Regions from separate parts of the Mus musculus genome. Here region 2 is linked to region 1. Evidence: chromatin contacts called from public promoter capture Hi-C data. All regions are on one chromosome and are shown on one strand. The core of a region is the stretch at or near the end of the contact, and the rest is flanking DNA. Distances in the headings are between cores, read along the strand shown.

Region 1 (3,759 bases), core at 734-3,233:
AAAATTAAAATTAAATAAAATGAAAGACCCGCCCAATCTCCTATTAACTACCCTAAGACTTCAAAATAGGTGGGAAATAAACGATATGCTGGTATTCTTCATACATGCACACGTGTACATTCATACAAATCCTTCCTAACATAATGCCTGGTAGGAAGGCCCAGCAGGCACACAGCAGCACACTAGGGCAGGGACGGACTGTTCCTTCCTGTAACTGTGCTACGCCTGTCACTGTCTCAGACATCTGGCCAGAGACTTCAACAGGGCACTTACACGTGTAGGAAAGAGGTCTAATATAAAGTGTGTAATAAATACTCTTATGGTTCACATAAAGAATTACAGAAAAACAAAACACATTTTTAAAAACAAAGTTTAATCATACTTATTAATAACAAGACTTTTTTTAAAATGCAGAGTATAAATTCCACTTCCATCATTTCAGTTAACTTCAAATTATCCTTTCCAAATTAAAACAATATATCAAACAGTACAAGTTGTATATTTAATCCAAGACTTCTATTAAGTTATAAATGAGTAAATCGTGAAATAAAAATTCTTAACACTAAGAGTCTACCTATCACACATATGAGAAAGGAAAGAATGTGAGCACTCTGAATGTCCTATTTTACTGGTGTGATGTATGGGGTCTTTTTATGGTACAAACTCTGCCTGCCACAGATTTCACTGTCTTACTGAACACTTCGTAATCCTATGTGCAATGTTCAATGGTGGAGAAGAGGCTAGAGAGGAGGGGCCACACTTCTAAGTACAAAGGGCTGATACACTGGCTGCATGACTTCACACACAGAAATGTGGTAGCACAGAGTTAGAGAACATGTTCAGAGTTAAAAACAAAGACAGTCGCAGGAAACAGTCAAGACAGAAGAAAACTGCATAATCACTCTCCCAACAAACTTTTGGTTACTACTTAAAATTAAAAATTTGAGGCTGACATCCCGATTTCTTGAGCTTCTGACCATACTGTCAGATAAAGATAAAGGTGGTGACTTTCTCCCCAGCTACACAGGCACCGCCACCTAGTGGCAAGTTCACAGCAGTCACTTAGAAGGAGTTTGGTTTAGCTTTGGTAACATGATGGTTTATCAAATTATCATTTTACCAGCCAAATACTGATTAAAATAAAACAACAAAACAGCCTACCTCATATGTGTTACTGAAATGTACTTTGCTTTGAATCCCTTCTCATTTCCCCATTCATTCCACATTACCTGGAAATGACACTCAGGTAACAATGTATCACTGAAAAGAACTGAACACTTGGAGATAAAATGATTCTCCAGGCAGACAGTAAGGAGTAACATGACTATACAAGTGCACTCCTCTTGAGTTCCCTAAGTAGCACAGACCACAGAAACATCTACCAGCACAGAAACAGCTCTACTCCTTGTAAATATCTTTAAAGTTAAAAATAGAGTCATATGTTCCTCTTAAGTTTACAAGCAGAAACTAGATATTAGTAATATTTCCCTTTACAGAAAGTTCTTGGGTGTGGTGAACGGCAAATAGGAATATGAAATCAGTGATCATAGTGCTGCACTTTGCAAACTGTGAAGTCATTGCATACAAAATCAGAATCTGTACATAATGAGTGGGGAAAAGACATGGGGGGGTGGGGGTTATGACCACACAACATGAGGCTACTCTTTGCTAGACCCCCCCAAAAATGTATGTGATCAGCACTTCACAATTAAAAGGAACCTTGAGCAAACGGGGCTAAGTTTATTAAAGTCCTCATGGAAAAATGCTGACAACCATTTTAAACCACTGTAAATTCTTTGGAGAGCCCAAAGAATTCCAGGGTTACGTTCACAAAAATTCTTTTGGTCTCTCATGTGTCAATAATCACAGTAGAAATACTCTCTCACTTAATATTCTGCCTGTGGTGCGAAAGCCTGGTCATAGACACAATGATCCCAGTGACTTCGCACATCAAACCAACATGGCAGGGTCAAGCTGACCTCCCGGCCACCCAGGGCCAAAGCCATACAGCTGAACAGTGTGTGCTTTGGCCTCACAGGCCAACACTCATAGGCCTGGGTACTATTTTTAGGTAACTACCTTGGCTGCCTTTCTTTTAAAAAAAAAAAAAAAAAGATTCTGCAAGTTTCCCTCCCTCAAATTGGAGAGGCCCTGTAATTTACAATTAACTTTGAGTTATTATAAATTACAAATTTGAAGCCTTGTTAAAAAGAAAATGAGGCTTCTGTTTAATTCCTTAGGAAGAGGATTCACTCTAAGATTTACAGTTCGAAAAGTTGTAATATTGTGCTTGGAACACAGAGAACCAGTTATTAACTTCTTCCTCCTATTATAAATAATAACAGCTCAGTCCAGGTTACCATGACCTCTGACAGATGTAGGAAACAAGTTATTTTCTCCTCGTGATTACAGCACATTGCAAGACTCCTTGCCTTTTAATAAAATGCCCTGGTACTCTGAGTTTCCCTTTCAATTCATTTAATTTCAGCAATCTGTCAAAAACAGCCAATAAACAAACACTGAATTACATTCTACTGCATTTTTAAACCCTGAAGCTCCAGACTATAAAAACAACTTATGTGTCTCCCAACCTGGCCACCCTGATGCTTTCCCATATACCACAGGCCACCCCGAGATACAAAGGCAGAGGGCCAAGCTACATGGTCTATTTGGAGCCAGTAGACAAGAGGGCGATGAGTCCAGATGAAGCACTTATGGACAAAATGTAGTTTCTGTAAGATTTAATGTTAAGGAAAAAAAATGAGACCCCCTAAATTAGGTTTTTAACAATAAGACTTTTCCTTATTGACACAAATATGTAGATGTAGTTGGACTGTCAGTAAACACAATCTACAGCATGGGAGGCTATAAACATGACAAAATACCTACAAGCAATATGCTTCAATACTGAAAAGACACTTGGGACAAACTTAAAACAAATAATAACAAAGAACACATCCTAGTTCCATGTAACCCTCATGGAAGAACTGGTCAAAGAGCATGCAGACAAGCAAAATAGTAAAGGGGAAACCTCTAGTCAATCAGCGTGCTGCTACCAGTCAGCCTATAAGGCAAGGAGGTTCTGAAGGTTCCTGGCTACTTAGAGACTGAGCAAACCATGTTGGGGGCACTCTGGCAAGGTCCACCAGTATTCCCAAAAGATGAGTTGGAAAGTGTCTGATATTTCATTACACCATAAGCTCTGATTATTAAAAAGTCTGGCTGTGCTTTTCTGGATAATACCTTTGATAAAAAAAAATTACTTTAATAAAAAAACAAATAACTCTTGGCCAAAGTTCAATTTAAAAGCATCTTGAACACTATGAAGATATTATAAACTGTGCATTTGTAACTACCCTGACTATCACCTAACCCCCAAAGCCAGCATAAATGACAGAACCAGTGAAGACAGCACATTTACTCTGACTTTGACTCCTTGTAGACAGGAAGGTAGACGAAGTCAGACAGTGTAACATTGCTTTATAACACACTATTTACCATAAAACTACAATTTATAGATTTAAAAAACACTAAGTCAAGCCAGAAACTCTTAAGCTCTAAGTCCACAGACACCTACATATAGTTAATGTTATTTAACTGAGTCTGGTAAGTTTCTGTTTCCACAAGCATACCAGATAGCTTAAAAACACAACAAACTACTGTTTATAGGAAAACTTTCTAAAGGATACACTGTGGGGTTGAAGTTCTTCAGTATAAAGAAGGAAGCAACAATAACCAGAACCAGGAACAGAGTGTTGT
Region 2 (3,916 bases), core at 1,271-3,770, 2.2 Mb after region 1:
CCTGGCCGAAGAAGAAGGCCCAAAACAGGACCTTTCTCAGACACTGTGTTGCTTTGGCAGTTCCCAGGTGGTACAGACTCTCACCTAAGCAGACTAAATTCCTAAGTTCCTTGGAGTCCCGGGACCAAGATGGCGACCGCTGCTGCTGTGGCTTAGGCCGCCTCTCCAGCCGGGCGGGCACCTGTCCTCCGGTCCGGAAGGTGGCCGGCTGTCCCCGGCCCACACAGGGTGCTGCCTCAGCGCCTCTGTGCTTCTGCCTGTTCCAGAAGCTGTCAGGTTCTCTGGCGCACCCTCTCACCTGTTCAGACTAATTTCCTAAGTTCGGCGGGTCCCGGACCAAGATGGCGACCGCTGCTGCTGTGGCTTAGGTCGCCTCCCCAGCCGGGCGGGCACCTGTCCTCCGGTCCGGAAGGTGGCCGGCTGTCCCCGGCCCACAAAGGGTGCTGCCTCAGCGCCTCTGTGCTTCCGCCTGTTCCAGAAGCTGTCAGGTTCTCTGGCGCACCCTCTCACCTGTTCAGACTAATTTCCTAAGTTCGGCGGGTCCCGGACCACTCCATTCTTCCAGTTATTAGTTTATTCTGCTTTCTCTTATTAGCTTTATACTTTCTTGAGTTGAAAGCTACTGTTAATTGTTTTCTTGTCTTTAAGAATGTCCATTCCCAACTATGTTCTTTGTTAGCCACACTCATGTGAGTGGGATTTTTTTTGTATATTTATAAACATTTTTATTATTTTAAATTGTTTATTCCCTAAGTGATGAATATTTAGATGAGAGTCAAATACATTGAATCTTCCTGTTTTTTATTTTTATTTTTATTTTATTTTATTTTATTTTATTTTATTTTATTTAGACCTTGATCTGAATGATTCTGAAATTTGTTTTGTTTGTGAGACAGGATCTCATATAGCCCAGATGGCCTTGAACCTCCAATACAGCTGAGGATAGTCTTGAACTCGTGATTTTCCTGCTGCCCTCTTAGGTGTACTCTAACTTCAGGTGTACTCTTTGCATCTGGCCTTGTATTTAGATGTTTAGGAGGTAACTTTTGCCGCTTAGTCAGTGGTTGATTTGGGAAAGCTTCACATTTTAAAACAGTTTTAGGTGTGACAGAAAATAATCTCTAATGGTACACGGTTCACTTGTCTAAAAATGTAGTTCTTAATTCCTTCATGGTAGTCTCCCAGGTTTTTTTTTTTTTCCCCTTAATTTTTCAGTGTCTGGGATGTCCCATACCAGCACTTCTTTTATATTTTTTGATCAAGATTCCTATAATCCAGTAAAACTGTAAACGTGAGCTTTGTCCCCATAAGTAGGATAGGCTTGGGGTTTGAGTTCACATAGAAAACCATCTTTCATTCTCAGTACTGCAAAACGAACACCAAGAAGCAGAGAATTTACTCTGCTTTATTCAAGATAACTCTTGGACACCGTCAGGTGGGCGTGAGGCATGCGTGCGAGCATAGCTGTTCCAGACCCTCTTTCTTGGAGATGGATAAGACTGGCTCATGTCCCATGGACACCTGGTTGGGTCATGGAGATCTAATGATCACACCCCACCCAACTACTTCAGTTCTCTCTGTAGCACATGACTATACATTTCAAACATCTCCTTTTGAACTCGACAGAATCTCTAATGAGATATTTTAAAACTTAACCCAATTGGCCTCAGTCATTTACCGATTCATCTGGAGCTATCCTGGATAATTTATTCTCTACTTGAGAAACTGAAAGGATCCGTATTGGTTGTGAATCATGTAGTCTGAAGATTTTCCTCCTACTTAAAAAAAAACAAAAACAGAAACCTATATAATCTATGGAACAGGGATTGTACAACTTTCTCTACTGTGTCATTATGCATTGTAACCTACTGAGCAGACTGCGGTTTATTTGACCTCCTGGCATCCTCATAGGTGGGTAGAAACAGTGTGGGTCCCAATCCAGAACTATAATCACTCTGAATGAAGAAACAAAGTAACCATATGTGCTACATTTGGGGAAGTAGGAGTGAGCTAGGGTAATGTTTTTATTTATTTATTTATTTATTTATTTATTTATTTATTTATAAATATAGAAACACAGGATTTCCCTTTGATTTCCTGATGAAGTCAATCATTCTGAGTGCTGAAGGCATTTGACTTCATCCTTACTATGGAGTCACACTGACTTTAGTCTAATCTACCGTAGCCCTGAACTCCCCTTGCCCACTGACTCTCTTATCCTTCTAAGGGTGGGTGGAAACTCCCCAAAGTAGGTCAAGGGTGTTCCGTCTCTAAGCTGCCTCACTCCTATCTGCTCCCAGCTCCTCCTCCTCGCCCAACTTGCAACTAACTGCACCTTGTTACTTTTGCCAACATTATTCCTGTCAATCAAACGAGTCCTTAAATGAATGAAGTTTAGCGCTTGATTGACAGGATTGTTTGCTTAGCCTTGACCTGCAGCTTCAGACACGTATTCTCCACAAGCAGAATAGCTCGAGCAGCAGCTGGAGCAGAGAGGTCAGATCACCAGAGAGAGCTAACATTTTCCGAGCACCCGTGCCAGGCAGCAGATGAAGAACTTTAAGCTAGAGTCAGTCTATGTGCATCCATGCTATCTCCGTGAGCGAGGAGCAGGTCATTTGGCCTGCATTAGGAGCTTGGCAAGGCTGAGTCCTTATGAACTGTTCTGCTAGTACAAACCGTTTCTCACATGTTCAGCATGCTCTGTTCTATACCCTTGACCTGGAAATGTTTAGTAACTTGAGAGAATCATTCTTGGGAGTATGACGTAATTCTCAAATGCAATAGTGTTGAAAGTTTATTCTAGTGGGAGATGTTACATCCTGAAGACTCTCTTCATGAGTTAACTAGGAAGTGAATTTGCTATATAGGTGAGCGTTTGGTCTTCTCCACTCTTGCTCTCTCTTGTCCATATGATGCCTTCAGCAATGTTATTGTACAATGACAACATCATTATCATCATCATCAATAACAACAGAACCAAATAAATAAAACTCTGTATCAGTCAGGGTTCTTGTTATGGTTTGTATGTGCTTAGCCCAGGGAGTGGCACTATTAGAAGGTGTGGCCCTGTTGAAGTAAGTGTGGTCCTGTTGGAATAGGTGTATCACTGGGGGTGTGGGCTTTAAGCTTTAAAACCCTCATCCTATGAGGCCTGGAAGCAGTATTTTGCTAATATATATATTTGAACGGCTTATAGCCAAAAAATGACTGTCTACCGATGAAAAGTCCAAGAGTCCAGTAGATGTTCAGTCCATGAGGCTGAATGTCTCAGACCATCTTCAGTGATGTCAAAATTTTGAAGAAGTAGGTTCCAATGCCAGTGGAGGAACGGACTTGCCAGAAAGAGTGAGGGCAAGAAGATCCCTGGAATTTTAGTTAATTCCATATGTAGTCGACAACAAAGAATAGCTACCACAGCATCTCATCAAATGTGAGCCTATCAGATGGTAAAATTCCAGCCTCTATCACTGAGACCAATAGACTTCTGTTCACTCTAAATCAGTGCTAGCCTGACATAGAGCCAACCTGCTTTCTATGGCTGAGATGAAACACCATGACCAAAAAGCAAGTTGGGGAGGAAAAGATTTATTTGGCTTACATTTTCACATCACTGTTCATCACTGAAGGAAGTCAGGACAGGAACTCAGACAGGTCAGAATCCTGGAGGCCGAAGCCGATGCAGAGACAATGGAAGAGTGCTGCTTACTGGCTTTCTCCCCATGGCTTGCTTAGCCTGCTTTCTTAGAACCCAGAACCTTTGCTTAGGGGTGGCTCTACCTACAATGGTCTGAGCCCTCCCACATCAACCACTAATTATGAAAATTCCCTATAAGCTTGCTACAGCATGATCTTAATGAGTCATTTTTTCAATTGAGGCCTCATCCTCTCCAATGACTCTATCTTGGGTCAAGTT

The links. Capture Hi-C pulls out chosen DNA fragments and counts their contacts.
Region 2: a promoter capture Hi-C map of liver shows a contact between it and region 1, with 5 times the contacts expected there. The contact joins two enhancer-like sites. A contact is called at or near these places in 2 of 39 promoter capture datasets (liver and pre-B cells) and 1 of 9 other capture datasets (liver).

What each region holds. Positions count from the first base shown.
Region 1 is chr3:65,379,303-65,383,061 of GRCm38.p6, forward strand. It overlaps Ssr3 (signal sequence receptor, gamma), which reads right to left. Exons shown (of 5, transcript NM_026155.3): 4 at 3,690-3,759; 5 at 355-2,732. The coding sequence ends at 2,666. Among named protein-coding and RNA genes, the nearest start is that of Ssr3, 11 kb to the right of the region's middle. Within about 2 kb of position 1,984, at least 23 of the 459 cell types and tissues checked have an H3K27ac peak or open chromatin away from gene starts, as enhancers often do. A contact at or near this core is called in liver, where this site is marked.
Region 2 is chr3:67,541,186-67,545,101 of GRCm38.p6, forward strand. All of the region lies in intron 2 of Gm35299 (a long non-coding RNA gene), which reads right to left. Among named protein-coding and RNA genes, the nearest start is that of Gm35299, 10 kb to the right of the region's middle. Within about 2 kb of position 2,521, at least 5 of the 459 cell types and tissues checked have an H3K27ac peak or open chromatin away from gene starts, as enhancers often do. A contact at or near this core is called in liver, where this site is marked.